2 separate regions of the Mus musculus genome follow, and region 2 is linked to region 1. The links are chromatin contacts, called in public HiCAR-type maps. All regions are on one chromosome and are shown on one strand. The core of a region is the stretch at or near the end of the contact, and the rest is flanking DNA. Distances in the headings are between cores, read along the strand shown.

The links. HiCAR-type assays count read pairs that join an accessible place to other places.
Region 2: a HiCAR-type map of astrocytes shows a contact between it and region 1, with 2.7 times the contacts expected there. The contact joins the promoter of A730013G03Rik here to the promoter of 1700034H15Rik in region 1. A contact is called at or near these places in 2 of 115 datasets of contacts at active chromatin or transcription factors (astrocytes and a beta-TC-6 cell line).

The regions. Positions count from the first base shown.
Region 1 is chr1:191,905,461-191,909,949 of GRCm38.p6, reverse strand. 1700034H15Rik (RIKEN cDNA 1700034H15 gene) reads left to right here and starts at 2,423. Exons shown (of 5, transcript NR_030669.1): 1 at 2,423-2,890. Slc30a1 (solute carrier family 30 (zinc transporter), member 1) reads right to left here and starts at 3,169. Exons shown (of 2, transcript NM_009579.3): 1 at 2,337-3,169; 2 at 1-1,099. The coding sequence starts at 2,943. The coding sequence ends at 195.
Region 2 is chr1:192,833,283-192,837,771 of GRCm38.p6, reverse strand. A730013G03Rik (RIKEN cDNA A730013G03 gene) reads left to right here and starts at 2,559. Exons shown (of 1, transcript NR_155503.1): 1 at 2,559-4,489.

The DNA.
Region 1 (4,489 bases), core at 1,174-3,673:
GCACTAAGAATCACAAGGCTGCAATGTAGCACTCTCTATTAGGCAGTTCCATTATGTTCTTACAAAAATAGAATTAAACTGTGCGACCAGACAAGGACTTCAATTACACTACTTGGCAAACTTAGTATTTCAATGGAGTCTATTTTCTCTTGCAGTTTAAAAGCAAAAGTCAAATATCACATCTTTTTCAAGACTCACAAAGATGATTCGGGCTGTTTGTTTGGCACGTTTTTAATCTCTATCACCACAGCAGGGAGACTGCCTTCAGCTTTAGTCCTCCTGGCCTTCTTCTCTAGATTCTCACTGAGTTCTAAACAAGAAATGCTAACTGTTGGCGCCTTCTCTGCATCCTTCCCAGAATGCACCTGTGGCCGTGTCCCGCAGCACTGCTTCAGGGCACACTGAGTTCTGCAGGCGAGCTCACACGGGAGCACACTTGACTTAGAGCCGACGCTAGCGAATTCAGGCTGGATGGTGGTAGCGTGGATTCCATGATTATGAAAGACATCTTTAATGGTCTTGGCCACCTGCATGTAGGAAGCGGGGTCCTCACATTTTATGTGGGCAGTGGCGATGATCCTGCTTCCCGCCAGCTGCCAGACATGTAGCTCATGGACTTCCTCAACGCCGTCAACGTCTCGAAGCTCTTTCACCAAGTGTTTGATATCGATTTGCTTAGGGACAGTTTGTAGAAGAATGAGAGCAGACTCCTTGAGCAATGGGTAAGTCGTGTACAGAAGTATACAAACCATTATAATACAAAGGGTTGGGTCTAGGTAGAGCACCCAGCATGGGCCAGCGTCACGCATCGGGGCCTGGGTGCTGTTAATTATCTCTACAGACGATTTGCAGGGATCAGGAAAACACGGGTTCGTACAAAAGTCGTCTTCAGTACAACCCTTCCAGTTAAAGTAAAAGACCAAGGCATTCACGACCACGATCACGGAGCCCAAGGCATCTCCAAGGACGTGCAGAAACACTCCTCGCATATTCAGCTGCCCAGCCCTGTTGTCTTCCGCTTCCAGATTGTCAGACTCCTGGATGAGATTCCCATTTACTTGTACATCCACTGGGTCATCACTTCTCAATTTTTCTGGCTCTACAACAAAACAATACAATTTTCACTAAGCACATTTAAAGTGTCCACAGAAACATCTTGTCTGGCAGTGAGTGAGTTTAAACTTGTTTCATAAAGCTGTGACAATGACAGTGTGCTGAGAGCAACCCACAGTGAGCTAGCCCTGGGTCCCGCCAGTACCCAACAGCGGAGAGTCCACTGTGTCACTGGGCTACTGCTCCTTGTTCCTTCCCACCTCTCACCTGCCCTCACTGCTGGGATGGGGTCGTGTAAACACTGCGTCACCTCTCTGAAACATACAAGAGAAACAAAACTCTAGGCAATCAGTAAGCATCACTGAAGGGATGTCCTCTGACAGGAACAAACCTGATGTGAGGGTCTCTGTCAGTGGCACTAGACAGACTGAGAAAAGCAGCTCTAACGTAAAATCATCGTCAAGAACATAAAACATAGCGTCTTTGTAGAAGGGTTCACAAACTGACAAATCAACAACCTGGGTCTATTGCTGGGGGTGCAGGCCTTGACCCCAGAGAGACATGCAGGAGGTAATCTGTGAGTTTGAGGCCGGCCTGTCCTACAGAGTGAGTTCCAGGACAGCCAGGGCTATCCTGAGAAACCCGTCTAGAGGAACCAAAAACAAACCAACAAAACAACCTGAAGCTATCAACAAAGTTGGAAGTCAACAATCACTAAGTAACCTGAAAGTTCCCGTCAGAGGGCACACCTGAGGAGCTTCTCTTTCTCCTTTCCCACGCACCACCTGAACTTCCAAACATGTTCCTATGCATTGGAGAAGGTAAGCTGCCTCCGTAAGTAACCTAACCAGATACAAGTGGCAAGAAAAACTGGAAGATACACACAATGTTAACATCGAGGGTGGTAGGTTCTTTCTCATTTCTTTTCAACACTTACCTTCCAAATTACCATCAAGCACACGTGCTCAAGATGAAAAACGCTCGTTAAAACCACGAGAGTAATACATCACCACTGGGTCGAGCACCATTATGCCAACCCGAGGAGGTGAGGGTGCAACGTGCCTTGGCAGGTCCCTAAACAGTGATTTTCCGGATTAGGTGGTCGGTTCAGGGAAACACACACTCCCGTTCACAAAGGCCGCCTTTAACCAGGGCCCACACACCCCCAGCACATCATTATCAAACTTGTTCAGTGGGCACGAAACCACCGCGCACCTGGGCGCGGGGCGTGGCACCCACCGCGGTCGCCAGGGGGCGCCTGTCCCGAACACTGTGGCGCTCACCTGCCTGGTCCGCCTTCAGCCCGTTGGAATTGCTGGTGTTGGCCACCAGCGTGTTGGTCTCCTCCTGGTCCGGCGCCCGGCCCGGCGGCGCGCCCGCCTCGACCCCCGCGCGGCCCGCCTTGCGCGCGCCCTTGGCGAGGTGGCCGTGGCCGTGGCCGTGCGAGTGGCCGTGGCCCGCGCCCTGGCCCTCGCCGCTGTGATGGTGGAACAGACAGAGCCCCAGCACGTTGACCAGCAGCCCCGCCACGCCGACGCTCAGCACCACGAGCGGCTGCTGCATCTCATGCGGCTCGATGAAGCGCTCGACGGCTTCCAGCAGGATGGCGAAGCACAGCCCCGTGAGGAAGATGGCGTTCACCAGTGCGCCCATCACCTCAGCGCGGATCCAGCCGAACGTGTTCTTCTGCGTGGCGTGAGTCCTCCGGGCGAAGCGCTCGGCCACCAGCGCCACTACGAGCGCCAGCACGTCCGACAGCATGTGGAAGGAGTCGGACAGCATGGCGAGCGACGCGGTCACCCGGCTCACCACCACCTCCAGCACCATGAACATGAAGGTCAGCAGCAGCATGCACAGCAGCCGGCCGCGGTTGCGGCCCCAGCAGCCCATGGCGGCGGCCTGAGGCTCGGCGCTGACGCGGGAACGGGAGCGGCGCTGTGGGGAAACCGCCGGCCGCGCAGCTACTCAAGCGCCGGCGCTCGGCTGGGCTGGCGAGGCGGAGGGCGCGGCGGGCCACTGCGTGCCGAGGGGCTGCCGAGCATCGGACCGAAGCGCTCGGGAGACGGCGTCCGCGGCGACTGCGCTCGGCCCGGAGGCGTCCGCCGTCTTCGCCCCCCCTCCTTTGCAGACGGTTTACAAAAAAACTTTGCTTTGCACTCGGAACCCCCGTTTTCACACGGACCCGAGCGTGACAAGGCCCCGGTGCCCCGCCCCCCAGGCCCGGCTCGCCTCCCCATTGGCCAGAGCTGCCTCACGACAGCCCCGGCGTCCCGCCCTTCCTCGGCCTCTATTGGCTAGCGCGGCGGAGGGGCGGGAGGGGGCGGGGCGCGGCCGCGGGAGCTGGGGGCGGGGCCTGTGCACTGGGGAGCCGGGCGTGGGCCGGGGGCCGCGGCCGGGTGCAGCGGCGGGCGGTACGGGGGAGGGTGGGCGCGGGCCGCGTGCAGCGGTGGGCAGGCGGCAGGGCGGTGGCGCCGAGCCCTGGGGCGCAGTGAGCAGTTGCCGCTTCCCGCGGTGCGGGTTCCGGGCCGCGGTTCCCCTTTGCCGGCCCGGCCGCCCCAGACTTTGATCCTGGGAGCTGGGTGCACGTGGGGGCGGCTGGGTGACAGGTCGGCGCCCAGGAGGGGCGGGGAGTGTGGGCTGTGCGGACGGCGGCGGGGGCGCGGCCGCGGCCGAGTGAGGAGCTGAGTTAGGAACTGGTTGCTAGCAGCACAACCTTAGCCTCAGGAACACTTTCCATCCAGGGGTCACCCGCACGGCCACCCCCCACCCCTCCCCAGGGCAACCGTGTGAAGTCAGCTTGTCGCTGACACTCTTAAAGTGTGGAGTGCTGACTTGGGGCGGGAGCCTGCTGCGTGACTTGGGCAAGTCACCTAATCTCGCTACACCTGTTTCTTCATCAATACAGGGAAGGGTTGGGCAAGTGGAACTCTTCTGCTTCCTTCTAGCTAAAATTCCAAGGCTCTGTGATTTCACACTATTTATAGGTTTTTAAACCTCCGAACCCTTGTGTGGGCTGTTTGGAGGGGGAGGGGCGACCAGAATACAAAAGAAGATGGTGGGGAGGCACGAGGAACCAAACACCCTTGCTGAGTTGGCTAAAACTCTATGGAGTTCGTCCTCCAAGCGAGAACAGTGGATGTGTGCACATCTATGTGGGTAAAGCCCCCCACACCCCAATGGAGGCTATAATCATCAGAGAGGCCTCTGTTGAGTCGCCAAACCTGCCTTTCGAAGGACCCTCTGGGTACCAGCTATTGCATTGAGATATTCATGGCCCACTGTGTTCTTTTGCATGAAAAAAATTTCCTTTTGGCTTTTCTGAACAGTTTCTGTGAGTAAACCCTGGCTGTGCTGGAACTCCCTCTTTAGACCAGGCTGTCCTTGAACTCAGAGATACAGCTGCTTCTGCCTTCTGAGTGCTGGGATTAAGGTGTTC
Region 2 (4,489 bases), core at 1,310-3,809, 930 kb before region 1:
AGATGTGACATCGAATGTTTCAGAAGCTTATGAATCATGAAGTTCCTAAAAACGGCTGCACGGGCAAAGCTGTGTCAGAGTTCTTTTCCTTGGGCTGGAATTAAATCACCTCTGGGTTAACACAGTTATCACGAAACGAGAAGAAACTGGCTATGAGGTGGATGCATTATCCTTAATAAATGCAGTTTGTTTTGAAGACAGAACCATTTAGAACGCTAGCTGTGTGCAGGGGATAAGAGGTGCCCCTTACAGGGGAAAAGATACAATCTCCTAACTCATCAGTCATCGTACAATTTCCAAAGTTCAGGTTGGTTGTGTTACCACAGTGAATGGTTAGTTCCTTTAGACATAGTCTTTATTCAGGGGAAGAAAATTCCCACCAAAATATGGTGCTAAGTTAAACTCTTTAGATGATTTAAGCCCAGTCCTCCTGTGTGCCTGTAACTCACAGGAGAGATGAAAGCAGCATTTGAAACAGAACTCCGAGACCCCACCCTATGACGAAGGAACTAGGGTATTTTCTGCACTGTTTTTATTGTCATTTATTTTTGTTTTTCTTTTTGAGACAGTCATTGTGGCCCAGACTGGAACTCAGTGTGTACCTGAGAATGGCCTTGAACTTCTGATCCTCCCATCTCTACGTCTCCTGGAATTACAGACATGTACTGCTACACCTGGTTATGGTTTATATCATGCCGGGACCAAACCCAGGGGTTTACACATGCCAGGCAAGCACTCTGCCAATTGAGCTACACCACAACACCATGGTTTCCACTTCTAAGAGGGAAGTTTTGATAGCAGATCATATGGTTGGTGTTCCTTATTTCAGAGTCTCATCCTTTTTTGGGCGTGTCATCTTTAAACTCAGCCCAACTGATGACTTCAGGATAGTGGTATGCCATTCAAAAAATCACATTTCACCTCTTTGTTTCTCAGCTGAATAATTTTCCCTAGGTGAGGCATACCTCTCTTGGGGCTTGATGATTGGTAGGGCTTGAGAGCAAAAAAACAGAGGCCCTGTAACTGGAGGGAACTGGGAAAGCAACCACCGGAGTTTAATGCTGGAGTCTCCAGTGCTACATCACGGTAACCCTGGGACGTCTCAGAATCAAGAGAGATCTCCCGCTGTACCACCAGCCCCAGGAATGAGACTCTAGGAATACCTGCAATTTGTATCCACTGAGAGTCATGGAGGAGCCAGAACACCAGTCAGTCAGTGGCAGGTTTTCCCAGAGAGTCCTAGAGATATGCCTGTCTATCAACAAGCCAAGGAAACGATTCCTCCCAGGAATCGTCCAGCTTGTTGAACCAGTGGGTTTCTTGGAGTAACCTTACAGGCCCATAGGTGGTTCAGGAAGACCTCTGACTAAATGTTGCACCTTGTCAACCTTCTACCTCTTGGCCACTTTGGCACACCTGGAGGCTATGTGCATCTGGGGGCCAAGGGTGACTGGAGTCTCAGATGAGGGTCTGCTGTCTTTTCCTTCCTTGTGTGGCTCCTAAGGGTGACCGAAGCCAGTGATTGAGGATGCCAGATAAAGGAAACTCTTAGCTTGCCCAGGGACACCAGGCTGGCCAGCTCCAAACTCTTGCTTCTCACAGTTTGAAAAACCAACAGCTGAAGGAAAAAAAGATCTATTTTTCCATGGCTATAATTCAAACCAGTAAGAGCCTGCAGGCAGCCTGACCTTCACTGGCTTTAGACAAGATGGCTATACACAATGAGGGTGGCATGGGTCGCTGTTGGAAATTGTCACTGAAGAATCCTAAAGCAACCCCGATCATTTGTCCATGTGAGTGTTTCTTGACATGGAAGTTGTAAGAATTCATTCACAATTCCAGTTATTATTATTATTATTACTACTACTACTACTACTATTTTTTTGTTTTGTTTTGAGACAGGGTTTCTCTGTGTAGCCCTGGCCATCCTAGAACTCACTCTGTGGACCAAGCTGGCCTCGAACTCAGAAATCCGCCTGCCTCTGCCTCCCAAGTGCTGGGATTAAAGGCGTGCGCCATCACTGCCCGGCTTACAACTCCAGTTATTATAGATCTAAGCTTAACTCAGTCATTCTAGTATCGTTTAATCTGTTCTCCCCACCAAGTGTGTAGGGGGAGGGGGGAAGGGTGCGCGCGCGCCTGCACGCGCTCGCACTGCCCATGACTGTTCTCCTATCCTGGAACTACATTCCTGCAGGCAGATTTGCTCCCCAGCTCAATACATTACCCCATCCACTCCCAGCCCATTAGCCCTGCACACCCGGAGCCAGCCAGGCATGTAGCGCTGCTGCTCCCGGCACAAAAGTCCTTCGCCTCTCCGCACCATGCAGGCGGGGACCCTGAGCCTCTTCCTCATGTTTATGCGTAATAAAAAAAAGCCCGCGTTCCCTCTGCAGCTTTATGAAGACAGTCCTTGCAGCTGTGACTGTAACTGGATTTTTTTCTTACCAGCTAAGATTATGGTCCCATAACCCAATTAGTGTCATTTGGTGGTGGTCCAAGTGCCTCTCCTGCCCGGGTTTTAATTTGGGGATCCCCGGAGGCTGCACTCCACATCTGTAGCGGGCCTGCTCCTTCTCTCCCGGTATTTACTCGAGGTTTATGGCGGGATTAGCTGTGTGGTCTGGAAGCGGCTGTCCTCTTTCATCCTCACGGGTCTGGAGCCGCCCAGAAGCCTTTTACTTTCCATCCAGCCCTGGCACCTAGAGGGCAGGCAGTCCCGGCGACTGGAAAGCATCAGAGCTCGCTCCGCAGGCCTCAGAAGCGCGGTTTCGCCGGCATGGGGGGAGGTGCTGCTCGCCCCGCAGCGTTCACTCAGCGGGACTAGCCCGCCCCATCCACATAGGGTGCACGGTCCTCCCCGCCCCCACTCACGGGCTGGCGAGGGCTGGCGGGGCTCCGGGCGCCCATTGTGCAGGCAGCTGGCACCAGCTGGGAAGGGAATTAACATAACAAAGAGCCGGAGCGAGCGCCGCGCGGCCGGGCGGGGGCTCTGCAGAGCGCCCGGGGCTGGAGGAGCGCGCGGTCGCCGGCTGTCGTGCACCGGGGCAGCAGGCCTCGCGAGGCACAGACAGTGGGTGCAGGCGTATGTCGGTGACGCCGTGTGCATGTGCGTGCATGCGGGTGCGCGCCTGCCTGGGACTGCGTCCCCAGGCCTGGGATGCTGATGCCCCTGCCTCAGTTCACCTGCAGAGGTTGGGCACTCACGCGCTCAGCATCCTAGCGTCCAGATTGGCCTTCTTTGAAACCACAGTCCTTTTAACTTTCATCGCCTGTTCTCAGCCGGGTCCACACCTCGGAACTACCAGGGGAACTTTCCCCGGGCCAGGCCTCACTCTATACTCCAGACCTTTTTGGCTTGGCCTAGGCCTCCAACAGTTGACAGAAGCGTCAGCACTGGTTCTATCTGTCCCGGGCTGGACACCCCAGGGCGCGCCCTGACCCCGACCAAGGACCAGAGCGAGAGGCCAGGGCCCTACCGGGAGCCCTCGAGTTTGAGGCTTTAGAGCTTGGCCTTCGTCTCCCCTGGCTCAGAGGGTCAAGGACACATTCCTGCTTAATGCTTCTGTTGCAAGCTTTCGACTGGACAGCCTCACCTCGCTTATTGCTAAAAGCCCATGGGAAGAAAGATGGGAAAGCTCAACTGAACTATAGGCAGACAGATGGATAGACAGATAAAAAACAAATCGCTGTGTTTAGACTACTGCCAGGCCTCCGAGGCCCCTGGAGGTCTCCTGTGGGGACTGTAAAAGGAAGTCAAGGCTCAGCAGGACCCGCAACTCGCAACTCGAAAAGCGGACAGGGCCCAGATACGCTCGGCCCCTTGCGCTCTACCTCGGTGACCCCCTCTTCGCGTGTCCCGGTCCCCTCCAAATCCCATCTTGCCATGGGGTTTGGACAAAAGGGCGAGCCCTCCATAGGCCTCTCGCAGCTGTGGCAGCTGGGTGGTCCCTGGAGGGTGAGAAGCAGGCAGAGGAAGCGCTGTGGCGGGAACCTGGGCTCCAGAACCGATGTGCACCTCAGCGCCTCCGCGGTCACTTGGCTGCACGCTTGCTCCTGGCGGGAGCCAGGCATCGATGAACTCTACTGCAGACTGGCTGAGCGTCTCCCCACAGGGAGGAGAGTGATTGAGATCAGCCGTCCGGCTATGTCATCTCGAAGCTCCGTGTCATCCACAGGGCCGGGTTCTCAGAATGTGTTCCCCATGCCTTCGAACACTTTCAAGGGGGCTTGGGCCCCTGGGGCCACCACCCAGGACCACGTTCCCTCTTTACCGCTGGGATGTAAGCTCTCGGTGGTTAGTGACTCAGCACAGTTCACTACAGTTCAAGTAGCTATCCGATCAAGCAGAGCCCAGAAAAAGCTGGGTGCTAACTTCTGCGGACCTGTTTTACCCATCCTAAGGTGTCTGACAGTCCTGCAAAGGGAAGAAGGTGGCACCACTGGACCTCAGCCTGAGAAGCACCCTGTTCAAGGTCAGCAGGCAGTC